Linked DNA regions of Mus musculus: region 2 is linked to region 1. Evidence: chromatin contacts called from public promoter capture Hi-C data. All regions are on one chromosome and are shown on one strand. The core of a region is the stretch at or near the end of the contact, and the rest is flanking DNA. Distances in the headings are between cores, read along the strand shown. Region 1 has its middle 8.4 kb from the start of Gm39240. Region 2 overlaps Nfat5 (nuclear factor of activated T cells 5).

Region 1 (7,182 bases), core at 1,230-3,729:
ATACATATGTATATGGTTTACATGTATACACACAGGCAAAAACACTCAGACCCACAAAAATATAATAAGTATAAATATTAAAATGATAATAAAAATGTAAATGGGGTCAGGTGTGGTAGCATATGCTTTTTTAGAATTCTTTTCTCGTTAAAAATTTTTTTCACACAACATGTTTTGATCATTTTTTTCCTTCTCTCAATCCCTCCCCAGATCTTTACTGCCTTCTTGCCTTTATTTTTCTGTTCTCTATCTTTCTTTTTCAGAAACAAACAAAAACCCAAAGAAACAAGAACAAAAGTCCTCACAGAACACACACGCACACACACACACACAATGAAAATCAAAATAAATAGGAAGACCAATAAGACAAAAAAAAAAAAAGAAAAGAAAGAAAGAAAGAAAGAAAAAGAAAAAAAAAGCTAAAACAAAGTAAAATGAAACAAAAAGTTCACAAAAATACTCCAAGGCTTATTTCTCCAAGGCTTGGGACTGCTCTGAGGGCTGATATATAAAATAAAGCTCCGGGGGGTGGGGGGTTGGAAAAAAAAAAAAAAAATAAAGCTCCATTGGAGAAAACTGTTTCCCCCTTACCAGAGGGTGTCAATTACAGATAGTTTACAGATCCTGTCCACTTTCTTCTTTCAGTATTGAGACCCTGGGTGGCTTGTATAGGCCTATACCATTAATCCCAGCTCTCTGGAAAGAGAGGCAAGAGATCTCTGAGCTGGAGGCTAGGTCAGCCTGGTCTACAGAGAGAGGATTGGTTTCAAATCACCAACCAACCAACCAACCAACAACAATAAATAGGGGGCTGGAGAGATGGCTCAGTGTTTAAGAGCCCTTGCTGCTTTCGCCGAGAACCCGAGTTCAAATCCTAGCACCCTCTGTGGGACGTTCGTATCTGGCTGGAACTCCAGCCCCTGGGGATCAGAAACAGCCTCTCCTCTGGCTTCCATGGTCATCTCCATGGTGCCATGGTTACATGACATACCCACACCAAGATGTATATCTACATACACATAATTAAAAGTAATAAAAATATTTCAAAATGTGTGTGTGTGTGTGTGAGTGTGTGTGCATACAGGTATGTGTGGAGGCCAGAGGACAATCCCAGAAGCCAAAAGGCTCTCTCGATGGCCTGGAGCTCACTAACTGGGCCAGGCTGTGAGCAGCAAAAATCCACCTCTTTCTGCTTTCTCAGCACCTGGATTGCAGTCACACCCAGCTTTTTACAAGGGTTTTGGGGATCTAATTCAAGGCTTTGAATTTGCAAGGCGAGCACTTTACTAACTGTTGCCCTAGCAACAGTCTTTAAAAAAAAAAAAAAAAAAAGATGAGGCTGAGCGAGAGGCTGAAAGGGTAGCATGCCAGTGGTGTGTGTGGAGGTCAGAGGGCAACATTCAGGAGTCAGCTCTCTCCTTCCACCATGAGGTTTCAGGGATGGAAAGTCAGATCGGCAGGCTTGTGCGAAAGGTGCTTTTACCATCTGAACTGTCTCTCTCTCCCTCACCTACCCCATCCTCATGACTCAAGATGTGGCCATGCTTGGCCAGAAACTCAACATATTGTCAGGCTGAAGTCAGAGATCTGTCTGCCTCTGCCTCAAAGGAAAGGCTCAAAGTGGCCTTGCTTGTAGCCAAGGACAGTGTCAGAGTTCCTGATCCTCCTGTGTCAAGTCCTCATGGGTGGGATCACAGGCAGGCATCACCACATTGGTTTTCTGCGGTGGTGGTCTGGAACCCAAGCATTCAACCAGCGGTGCTACAGCCTCAGCCCCATGTGTAACCTTTTATCGAATCTAACTCTGATGTTTGAGAATGGCGAACAACAGGGCTCAGGTGCATTTTATTTTTCTATGAGTATCGGATTCATTGACCTTCTTTAAGAAAATCCCCTTCCGGGGCTAACAGACCCACGGCTCAGAGTTTAAGAACGCACACTGTTCTTGAACGGTGGGTTCAGTTCCCAGCATCCACACGGTGCCTCACAACTGCCAGCAAATCCAGTTTCAGACAATATGATACTTTCTGGTCTCCATGGATACCTGCACACATGTGATACATACCAACTCACTGTAAAAATCATAAACATAGAAAACCAAAAGCAAAACCCCTCATTTCTGAAGTGCTACTTTTGTTACGGATCAAGAGGCCCGGGTATAGGTCTGTTTCTAGGGCTACAGAAATTAGAAAGCTAATTGAGTATGTAAGAAAAAAAAAAAAAAAAGAAAGAAAGAAAAGTGAAGACCACGTGACTAAACAGCCCGTGGGCCTTTAACTCCCTGGGACCCCTGGACTGGTGGGAGATCAAACAGGAAAGCAGCTAGATATTCTGACCCAGGAAACCTCAGGCAGCAGTAGTAGTATTTTTTTTTTCCTTTTGTTGTTCGATTTCAAGTGTCGGGGAGTACAATGGAAAGAACATCCACTTGGGGCAGGAAATGCCAGGGAAAGAGCCCAGAGGACGTGACATTTGGGTGGGTCATGAGTGACGATGAAATCTGTCATCTCTTTTTATGACTGTAATCTGCTGTCTACCGTGCGTTTCCCACCCGCGTTTCATCTGCATTATGTCTTATCTGATTTAGAAGGGCCCACAGGGAACTGTATCCCGCCCCCTCCCAACCCCTCGCCCCAGAAGATCTGAGAGCTGGGGCTGGTTCTGGGTTTGTCAGACTCAGCTGTACTTCGTAAAGGCCTGGGCTGGGCCTTTAAATTTTTTTCTGTAACTGTAGTGCCACAGGATTCCTGAGTTTCACCCACACACAGGCTCCCTACCCGAGCCCCAGCTGGCTGCCAACACCCACACTAACCAACTAACCCCCAGCAACACCGCCTTGGCTGTGTCGAAATTCACACCACACCATACCTCCCCGGGTCTGGAAGAAAGGCACAGGGTCTTGGTGCTGTGCAGACACCCTGATAAGGCTCTGGTGAATAACCCGTGAGTAACAGGAAATCAGGAAACAGGAGCTGCCCCTGTAGCAAGAAACGGGAGGGTGGATGGCTGTTCGCACAGTGGTCTGTACACCGGCACCGTGGACGCGCCCTTCAGTGTCGAGATTCCAGTTTCCTTCCCTGACTGGGGGATGAGAATGGAGTTCACAGAAGGCAGCTGTGGATTTCCAGTGAAACTCCCTGGGACATTCTGATCTCGATGTCCCAGCAGGTTTGGAAATGGTAGTATTACTAAACACCTGGACCCATTCTTCATTAAAAAGATTAAATTAAGTCAGGTGTGGGAACCGGTGCCTGTAATGTTGGTACGTGGAGGATGTGGCGCGAGGATGGGTGAGTTTGAGGCAATCCAGAGCTACATAGGAAAACTTTCTAAAAAATGTGTGTGTGTTCACGTGCGCAAGAGTGTGTGCATTCCTGCATACACAGGCACTTACAGCTCACATTCACACACACAAAGAAAAGAAAGGACTATTAATGATAATTAGCAGAGGAAAGTGGAACAGATACAGGGAAGAGTTTCTTGTGCCTTTATATCTTTCCATGGTGTTAAAAATTTAGCCTCAGTGAGTTCAAGGCCAGCCTGGTCTACAGAGTGAGTTCCAGGATAGCCAGGGTTACACAGAAAAACCCTGTCTCAAAAAAAAAAAAAAAAAAAAAAAGCCTCAGAAATTGCTACTTTTTTATGGCTGGGGGTGGTGGTACATGTCTTTAATCCCAGATTTCGGCAGATCTCTTTGAGTTCAAGGCCAGCCTGGTCTACAGAGTGAGTAAGGGTTACACGGAGAAACCCTGTATCAAACAAAACAAAACAAACAAACAAAAAACCAAACAAGCAAAAAGGAAGAAAAAAGAAAGAAAAGAAAAAAGAAAAAAAGAGCCAGGACAAGCTAAGGACGTAGCTCAGTTGGCAGAAAATTTACCTAAAGTACATCCATCATCAGAACCAGAGAACCCAGGCAAGGCAGTATAGCCCTGTAATCCCACCCTATAGAGATGGAGGCAGAAGAACCAGACGTGAAAAGCAATCCTTGGCTTCGAGTGAGTTTGAGGCTAGTGGCCGTTCAGAGTCACAAGAGACTTTGTCTAAAACAAAACATACACGTATACTTACATATACACGTAAACCTTGAGGAAAATTCAATACCTCTCCGGAACCTGTGAACTGTTTTCCTTACAGCAGGGGGCAGCAATGATTCTCAAATATCCCTGACATCAGCACTAACCTGCGGCTTGGCGTCCACGGGTTTCCAGTTCCAGGCCCAAATACCATCCAGCAGATCATAAGGGAAACGAAAGACAATCACCACAGAAAGCTTTAGATGCCGGAGGAATTGTTAAATAAAACATGTTCCAGGTTCTTTTATTGATCCTGAAAACCTGTGTTTGCCCTGAAGCTCAGTTTTCCCATCTGATAAATTAAGTCTATAGATTTGCTGAAATCACTTTAAAGAGCTCTTTCTGCATCTGTTAAGAAAACAAAGGACAACATATCAAACCAAACCCATTTTAAGCTGGACGTGGTGGCACACACCTTTAATTTCAGTACAAAAGGCAGAGGCAGGCAGAGTTCCAGGCCAGCTTGGTCTACAGAGCAAGTTCCAGGACAGCCAGGGCTACACAGAAAAATCATGTCTCTAAAACCCCAAACAAACAAACAAATAAATAAAGTAAGACTTTAGCTGGGTGTGGTGCACACACCTTGCTGTGTTCAGAGGGCATCAGATTTCTCTATGAGTTCGAGGTTAGTCTGGTCTAACAGTAAGTTCCAGGCCAGCCAGTACAACATAGTGATAATCCTACTTAATGAAAAACAAAAGCAAACCCAGAAAACCTTTACAAATCCAAATCAGCATCAGGAAGGAACAAGCCCCAGTGCCCTCTGAAATTAATTGGATTATCAAATTATCTGTTAGACAGCCCTCAGCTGACCAGGATGACTTATTGGCAGTTTATCTTTAGAATACTAATTTTTGGGGGTGGAGTGGGGTGGGGTGGGGTGGGGAGATTGGCACTTACTCAGATCACTGATGGAGAAAAAGAGCCCTTCCAATCTATAAATGTTTAGCATGTGTGCAAAGGTCGTGGATCTAGTGTTCAGGAGCCACACCCAGACTTACAAAAGGATCTTGAGTGGACTGGCCAAATTAAACAGCACAAGCACTTGTAGAGAAATAAACACAAGTTAAAATGTAACCACAGCTATTTGTTCTTGCCGCTCTGTTCTCCTCTGTGGGAGGGGCTGAGAGGGTAGATGGAGCTCTGGTCACTCTAGCAGGAACCTGAGCCTTGCTGCCAAACCCTCTTTCTTTCTTTCTTTCTTTCTTTCTTTCTTTCTTTCTTTCTTTCTTTCTTTCTTTCTTTCTTTCTTTCTTCCTTCCTTCCTTCCTTCCATCTTTCTTTCTTTCTTTCTTTCTTTCTTTCTTTCTTTCTTTCTTTCTTTCTTTCTTTCTTTCTTTCTTTCCCCAAGACAGGGTTTCTCTGTCTAGCCCTGGCTGTCCTGGAACTCACTCTGTAGACCAGGCTGGCCTCGAACTCAGAAATCTGCCTGCCTCTGCCTCCCGAGTGCTGGGATTAAAGGCGTGCGCCACCACGCCCAGCTAGGAAACACTTTCTGTATAAGCATGTGCATTATGCACTACATGTCTTTACATACACATGGCGTTTGTACTTCTCCAGCTTCCTTCATGCTTCAACAGCAATGTTGTTTTTACAGGTGGCTAAAAAAAAATCCCAATACTATCTCTTCTGTGTGTATATATGTGCATGTATGTGTATGTTTTTGTGTGCAAGTGTGTGTGAATGTGTGTATGTATGTATGTATGTATGTGCATGTATGTGCACATGTATGGGTGTATGGGTGTGTATGTTTGTATGTGCAAGTGTTTGTGTGTGTGTGCATGTGTATGTGTGTGTATGAACTGGTACTAGGAACAAAACTCAGGGTCTATTACATGCGAGGCTCTATTATTAAACTACATCCCCAGCTCTTTTTATTTATATTTTCTATTTTTTTCTTGAGATATCACTAAGCTATCTGGACAGGGAGGAGAGGGCCGGGGGGCTTGAACTCTCTATACCTAGGCAGGCCTTGAACTTCTGACCATCCTGCCTCGGCTTACTGAGTGCTAGGGACATAGGTGTATAAGACCACAGCCAGCCCTGTATCTATAATTTGATTCTCCTGGGATGTCTTCAGGAAGGAGTGACTCTGCAAAGGAGCCCCAGTTTCCAAGGTCACCTCCCTCTCTGGGAGGGAGCCCTAAGCACCCAGAATGGTCCCCAGGATGAGATAATCAAGGCACGCCTAAGAAACATCTGGGATACGTGTACACCCACCATTGCTGTGGTCTGTTCTTTGGGATCTCATGCTGGTCCAACATGAATTTCATTATACACTGTACTCATTAAAAAAAAGAGAGAGAAAGAGGTTTGTTTTTGTTTCTGAGTATATACATGTGTTTGTCTGAGTGTATACCATGTATGTATGTGAGGGTATCGTCTCTGGCGTGACTCATGCCTGTGAACTGCCAGAAATGTAGAACTGTAGGGACTGGGAACAGAACTCTGGTCCCTGCAAGAGTGATCTTAACTGCCAGTCCACTTGACTACAGATTGGTTTTTCTTTTTTTTCCTTAATTCTTTGCTCCAAGGTGTGAGCTCTTGAGCATTTAATTGTGCACACTGGTTAGAGGACAGCTCGGGTGTCAGCCTAGCTGGCTTTCTGACTTTCAGGGACCCCTGTGTTCTTCACCTGCGTATCGCTGTAGGAGTTCCCAGAGGGGCACTACTGCACCCGGCTTTACCTGGCTTCCTTCATCCACTGAGGTATCTATCTCCTCAGCTCTGAGCTAAAACCGTCATAAAACTTTAACCACAGGAGGGGCCGCACGTGACCTTATTCTGCAAGCATTTCCTGTTCCTGCCAGCTTGTTTACTGTTTTCTCCCAAACACTGGCTCCCCTCCTTTATTCTCAGTCAAGGGCATTGCTTTGAAATGTTACAGTGTCCGGTGCCCTTCAGTTTCAGGCTTGGCATGAGGGCCTGTGAATTCTTTCATCTGAAACCCTCTTTGGTCTGCCAAGCATACACAAGCCGACAGTCCATCTCTCTTCTAGAACCTGCTGCAAGCTCACCTCCCTTGGAAGCCTTCTCTGGCGACCTTTCACCCTTTTGCTTTCTGTTCTGTGCTACAGATGCAAAGAGGTAGTGGAGATGTAACCTG
Region 2 (6,382 bases), core at 2,178-4,677, 250 kb after region 1:
GGAAGATGACAAGTTTGAGGCCAGCCTAGGCTGTATAGAGACTACTTCAAACAAACAAACAAACAAACTAGATTTAAACCATGGCCTATAGTAAGCAGATTGCTTCTTATGGTTTACAACTTTCTCTTTTATGTGTATAGCAATGAAAACGACTGGATGTAACGTAGATAAGGTGACTATCCTTCCTAATGCCCTGATCACTCCACTCATATCAAGCAGTATGATTAAGACTGAAGATGTTACTCCAATGGAAGTAACTTCAGAAAAAAGATCTTCCCCAATTTTTCAGGTAAGTTATGTAATGAATGCCCCATATCTCTCTCATATACGAAAAATAGCTATATTCCCCTTTCTTGTTTTGTTGGCATCTGTTTTCCATGAGATGTGGTTAATGAATTTTGCTTTTCAGAGCAAATGCTTTATAGGTCAGTAAAATTGCTTACAAAGTAACTTCAGGACACATTTTGATAAGAGGAGGAATTCATTCCCATGAGATGAAGTACTACAAGTTGGTTTTAGGACTAAGGAATCAAAGATGTGAGATTAAGGCCAACCTGGGCTACAGAGGAAGACCCTGCCCCCAAAATGAGTTGATTTAATGAAAGCACCAATTTTAGCATTTTCAGAAGTAGCAGCATTTTGATTATGGTTCCTTCTCTACTCTCTTTTTAATTCTCCTCTTGTTTTCCCCATTGCAGTGTTACTGATGATCCACAATATGGAATTCTTGAACTTACATAGTTGTAGTTACACACAAACTATCAGATTAATGTTCTCTTGTTATTCTTATTTGGCTAAGCATATCAATAACTGCTTTTTCTGCTTGTTTGGTTATCTTTACAATACTGAAAGTCAGATATTGTCATAAAGAATCAGTCTTACACTGACTTCTAGTGATACTGTAGAGTAGAAAGCTTATTCTGTGTGTAATCTTAGAAATAATTTTTGGAGTAATATATGTGATTATTTAATTTATATGTGCATATTGTTTGTGGCTTTTTATTTTTTAGACTACAAAGAGCATTGGATCAACCCAGCAAACCTTAGAAACTATTTCTAACATAGCGGGGGGTGCACCCTTCTCCTCACCGTCGTCATCTTCCCACTTAACTCCTGAAAGTGAGAATCAGCAGCAGCTTCAGCCCAAGGCATACAACCCAGAGACCCTGACAACTATCCAGACACAGGACATCTCACAGCCCGGGACCTTTCCCGCAGTTTCTGCTGCTAGTCAGCTGCCCAGCAGCGATGCACTACTGCAGCAGGCAACACAGTTTCAGACAAGAGAAGCTCAGTCCAGAGACACAATACAGTCAGATACAGTGGTTAACTTGTCACAGTTAACTGAAGCATCACAGCAGCAGCAATCCCCACTACAAGAACAAGCACAAACGTTACAGCAGCAGATACCATCAAATATTTTTCCATCGCCAAGCAGTGTCAGCCAGCTCCAGAGTACTATTCAGCAGCTGCAAGCAGGAAGTTTCACAGGCAGCGCTGCTGGCGGCAGGAGTGGAAGCGTTGATTTGGTCCAGCAGGTTTTAGAGGCACAACAGCAGTTATCGTCTGTTCTGTTTTCTACTCCAGATGGGAATGAGAATGTTCAAGAACAGCTTAATGCAGACATTTTCCAAGTCAGTCAAATTCAAAATAGTGTAAGCCCTGGAATGTTTTCTTCAGCGGAGTCTGCAGTTCACACTAGACCAGATAACTTACTACCTGGGAGGGCTGACAGCGTCCATCAACAGACTGAAAATACACTGTCTAATCAGCAGCAGCAGCAACAGCAGCAGCAGCAAGTGATGGAGTCATCAGCTGCAATGGTGATGGAGATGCAGCAGAGCATTTGCCAAGCAGCTGCCCAGATCCAGTCAGAGCTGTTTCCTTCAGCTGCTTCAGCAAGTGGAAGCCTTCAGCAGTCTCCAGTTTACCAGCAGCCTTCTCACATGATGAGTGCACTGCCTACCAACGAGGACATGCAGATGCAGTGTGAGCTGTTCTCGTCTCCCCCTGCAGCTTCTGGAAACGAAACTTCCACAACCACCACGCCACAGGTGGCAACCCCTGGCTCCACCATGTTTCAGACACCAAGTTCAGGAGATGGAGAAGAAACTGGAGCACAAGCAAAACAGATTCAGAACAGCGTCTTTCAGACAATGGTCCAAATGCAGCGCAGTGGTGACAGCCAACCTCAAGTAAACCTCTTTTCATCTACAAAAAATATAATGAGTGTTCAGAATAATGGTACCCAGCAACAAGGGAATAGCTTGTTCCAGCAAGGGAGCGAGATGATGTCACTTCAGTCTGGGAACTTTTTGCAGCAGTCCTCTCATTCACAGGCTCAGCTCTTTCATCCTCAAAATCCTATTGCTGATGCTCAGAACCTTTCCCAGGAAACTCAAGGTTCAATTTTTCATAGTCCAAATCCTATTGTCCACAGTCAAACTTCCACAGCATCCTCTGAACAACTGCAGCCTTCAATGTTTCACTCTCAGAATACCATTGCTGTGTTACAGGGCTCTTCAGTTCCTCAAGACCAGCAGTCACCCAACATATTTCTTTCCCAAAGTTCTATCAATAATCTTCAAACTAACACAGTAGCCCAAGAAGAGCAGATTTCATTTTTTGCAGCACAGAACTCAATTTCTCCACTTCAGTCAACATCAAACACTGAGCAGCAAGCTGCTTTCCAACAGCAGCCTCCAATCTCACACATCCAGACCCCTATTCTTTCCCAGGAACAGGCACAACCCTCTCAGCAAGGGTTATTTCAGCCTCAGGTGGCCCTTGGCTCCCTGCCTCCTAATCCAATGCCTCAAAACCAGCAAGGTCCAATTTTCCAAACACAGCGCCCAATAGTTGGCATGCAGAGTAACTCTCCATCCCAGGAGCAGCAGCAGCAGCAACAGCAGCAACAGCAGCAGCAGCAACAGCAACAACAACAGCAACAGAGCATTTTATTCAGTAATCAGAATGCCATGGCTACAATGGCCTCCCAGAAGCAGCCACCACCAAACATGATGTTTAGCCCAAACCAGAACCCAATGGCTAGTCAGGAGCAGCAGAACCAGTCAATTTTTCACCAGCAAAGTAATATGGCCCCAATGAACCAAGAGCAGCAGCCCATGCAATTTCAGAATCAGCCTACGGTTTCCTCACTTCAGAACCCAGGTCCTACGCAGTCTGAGTCACCACAGACCTCCTTGTTCCATAGCTCTCCTCAGATCCAGTTGGTTCAAGGGTCACCTAGTTCTCAAGATCAGCAAGTAACACTCTTCCTCTCTCCAGCATCCATGTCTGCATTGCAAACCAGTATAAACCAACCAGACATGCAGCAGTCTCCTCTTTATTCCCCGCAGAACAACATCCCTGGAATCCAAGGAAGCACTTCTTCACCCCAGCCACAGGCTACTTTATTTCACAACACTACAGGAGGCACAATAAACCAAATACAAAATTCTCCTGGCTCATCTCAGCAGACTTCAGGAATGTTCTTATTTGGCATTCAAAATAGTAAGGAACTCAAATTTCTCAGTATCATTTGAAATGTTCAGATCATTATAAGGAAGCATAAGGCACAGTAGTTTCAAAGCAGAGTGGAATTCCACCAGCTAAAGACTGAGCCTTGGACACGTTATTTGCCCTTTATAGGCATGAATTTCCATATTTTCAGAAGTAATTATTTTAGACTGGTCATATTGGTGCATGCCTGTAATCCTAGCCCTTCAGAGGTGTAGGCAGGAGGATCAGGAATTCAAAGTCATCTGTGGCTCCATAGTGTTTGAGTCTAGCCTAGGGTACATGAGACCTTATCTCAGAAACAGACACCAAAAAAAAGTGATAGTTTTTATACCTCACAAAGATGTTAAGAGGTTTAAATGAAAAGATATGTACAAATGTGTGTACCGTTTTATGACATTAATTTGAAAGGAAATGAAAGTATCTTAGCCAATTAAGTTGTTTCTAAAAAGCTAGGCACCCACTTTTCATCTGTTACGTCAAGTAATTAAATAATACTTTTATTTGTATGACTGCATTTATTTAGAGGTAAGGTCTCACTATTTAGTCATGGTTGTTCTGGAACTCACTGTGTAGACCAGCTGGCCTTGAACTCACAAGGTTCACTTGCTGTTCTTCCCAAATGCTGAGATTAAAGGTGTGCTCCACCATACGCAATTTCAGTAGTACTTTTATATATGGTTATAGGAATCCCAAGATAGATTCTAGTGTTGTATTGTGAAAACCATTTTGTTAGACTGTCAAGCACTTTAGTTTTAGTAATGTAGATCAGCATAGTAATAAATTTCTGCTGGCAACTAAAAAGTGTTTTTTCAGAAATCTTAACTAATCAGATGTTTCTGATTTCGCTGTCTTTTCAGATTGTAGTCAGCTTTTAACCTCCGGACCAGCTACATTGCCAGATCAGCTGATGGCCATAAATCAGCAGGGCCAACCACAAAATGAGGGCCAATCTTCTGTGACAACACTTCTTTCTCAGCAAATGCCAGAGACTTCCCCACTGGCCTCCTCTGTGAACAGCAGTCAGAACATGGAAAAGATTGATTTGCTTGTTTCATTGCAAAGCCAAGGGAACAATTTAACCGGCTCCTTTTAGTGAGATGTAAGTATTACATTTGGTCTCTTAGTGAAAAGCGTTACTAAATTTTACTCACAACAGACTCGGATTAGGAGCACTGTTTAGCTTTTACGGTTAGTTAAAATAGGACCTTCACTTTGAGTAAGTCACTCTGAATGACAGCTTAGATTAGGTAGGAAATACTGGGCATTCCTTCTGGCTGAGAGCTTCTTTCATTTAGAGTGACAGAATATCAGGCTAGCATATAAGGCCCTAGATCCAATCATAGTAGAAAAGGAGAGCATGAAAGAAGAAAAAATTTTACAGAATAACAAATCTTATAATCTGGGGCTATATCTTGGTTGGGTACTTGCGCAGCATATTTGACGCCCTAGGTTCAGTACCCAACACCACCAAAAAAGCAAGAAAGATTGAATATGATGAAGTTCCCTACATAGGACAGTTGGAGCCACTCATGGTAACAGATACTTTACAATTTTTTTTTCTCTAATGAGATACTGACTTTTTTTTTTTTTTCTTCAGAAATTCCATGAAGAATTCTGTAACAGTGATTCCAAGATATCCTGAGAACTGTGGTTCCATAAAGATTATTGAACTCTGGTGAAGAACTATGTTTGAGTAAATGGATAGATTTCCTGGCTATAAGAGTACACCCATGCTGCCTGTTGCAGTGATTTGCCACCAATGTGCTTTTTGTTTCTAATAACAGTGATGACTGAGAGCCTGTTAGATTTTCCAGCTGACAGCATTGTTGCTTGTGTCCTCTGTTTGTAACTGCAAGGCTGGGCCTCTCAGTTATTATTGCTATTAGGAAATCATATTTGTCATGTTTACTTATATTCTTACTTCCTTTCCTGCATTATTTTAATCAAGTAGTGGCTTAGGACAACGTAAAGTCCAGTAGTGACTAAGGCTGTGCTTTTGTTGATGTAAAAAACGTGGCTGTTGGCCAAAGTGAAGGAGTTTCTTTTAGTTTTCATGGAGAAGCTGAAGGAGTAATTTAGCTGTATTAGGAACTCTGCAGATCTGAGGACTCCTCCTCACACACACAAGCAGATGACATGCCTGCAAAACTGGTTACAGCTGGGAAGTTATTGAGTTCATTTTTCAGAGAGTTGTTAGTTCTCTGTATTTCTACTAAGGGATTTAGCCATAACTGCATAAAAATATTTTGTTCTATGAAAATGAAGGGGGTGATATATGATGTGTTACGTTCTCATAGTCTCCTCCGGTAGCTTAAACTGACAGTACTTTGAGCCTGTTGTCTTCTTGCCCAGCGTTAGGCTAGTATTCCCTTCTTATGTGCATCACCTGTATTGTGTTGTCTGCATTTTTTCTTCGTAGTTTTATTAATATTCTACTGGCTTTCTGACCCTGTAGGAATTAGAGAAGGCAGCCACATTGATCCAGTGACCTGGCAGTCAGCAGCACAGGCCAGGAATACTCTTTTAGGAGTTATTGGGATTTGATTCCTGGGAAAAAACCATTCTCTTTTTTTCTTCCATGAACGGTGCTGTTCTGAAGTCTTCAAAATTCTCCCTCTGCTGATAAATAGCAGTATACATTTTAATTTTACAAACAAGGCAAACAAACATTTCTCAAACTATTACTTCTCCCCACGCTGCAGTGACTGTTTACATGTCAGTCAGCTCAGTGCTTTACAGTTGAAGTGGTCACTTACATGATGGTTCCCACAGCCTTGGGCTCCACAGGGTCATAGCATTGATTTAAAAGGAAGAGTTAACTGTGTTGCATCTACAGAGAGCAAAATTACACACTCCAGAA

Evidence for each region. Promoter capture Hi-C pulls out the DNA fragments that hold promoters and counts their contacts.
Region 2: a promoter capture Hi-C map of cranial neural crest shows a contact between it and region 1. The contact joins two enhancer-like sites. A contact is called at or near these places in 20 of 39 promoter capture datasets (the 3T3-L1 cell line, the C10 cell line, the HPC-7 cell line and 12 more), 4 of 15 datasets of contacts at CTCF or cohesin (the NIH/3T3 cell line, large pre-B cells, pro-B cells and 1 more), 8 of 484 Hi-C or Micro-C datasets (bone marrow-derived macrophages, cortical neurons, differentiating embryonic stem cells and 3 more), 10 of 115 datasets of contacts at active chromatin or transcription factors (craniofacial prominence, embryonic basal ganglia, embryonic fibroblasts and 3 more) and 4 of 9 other capture datasets (adipose tissue, embryonic stem cells, liver and 1 more).

What each region holds. Positions count from the first base shown.
Region 1 is chr8:107,112,067-107,119,248 of GRCm38.p6, forward strand. No RefSeq gene overlaps it. Among named protein-coding and RNA genes, the nearest start is that of Gm39240, 8.4 kb to the right of the region's middle. Within about 2 kb of position 2,480, at least 131 of the 459 cell types and tissues checked have an H3K27ac peak or open chromatin away from gene starts, as enhancers often do.
Region 2 is chr8:107,366,039-107,372,420 of GRCm38.p6, forward strand. It overlaps Nfat5 (nuclear factor of activated T cells 5), which reads left to right. Exons shown (of 15, transcript NM_018823.2): 12 at 141-289; 13 at 1,011-3,513; 14 at 4,380-4,621; 15 at 5,120-6,382. The coding sequence ends at 4,615. Among named protein-coding and RNA genes, the nearest start is that of Gm51546, 13 kb to the left of the region's middle. Within about 2 kb of position 3,428, at least 4 of the 459 cell types and tissues checked have an H3K27ac peak or open chromatin away from gene starts, as enhancers often do.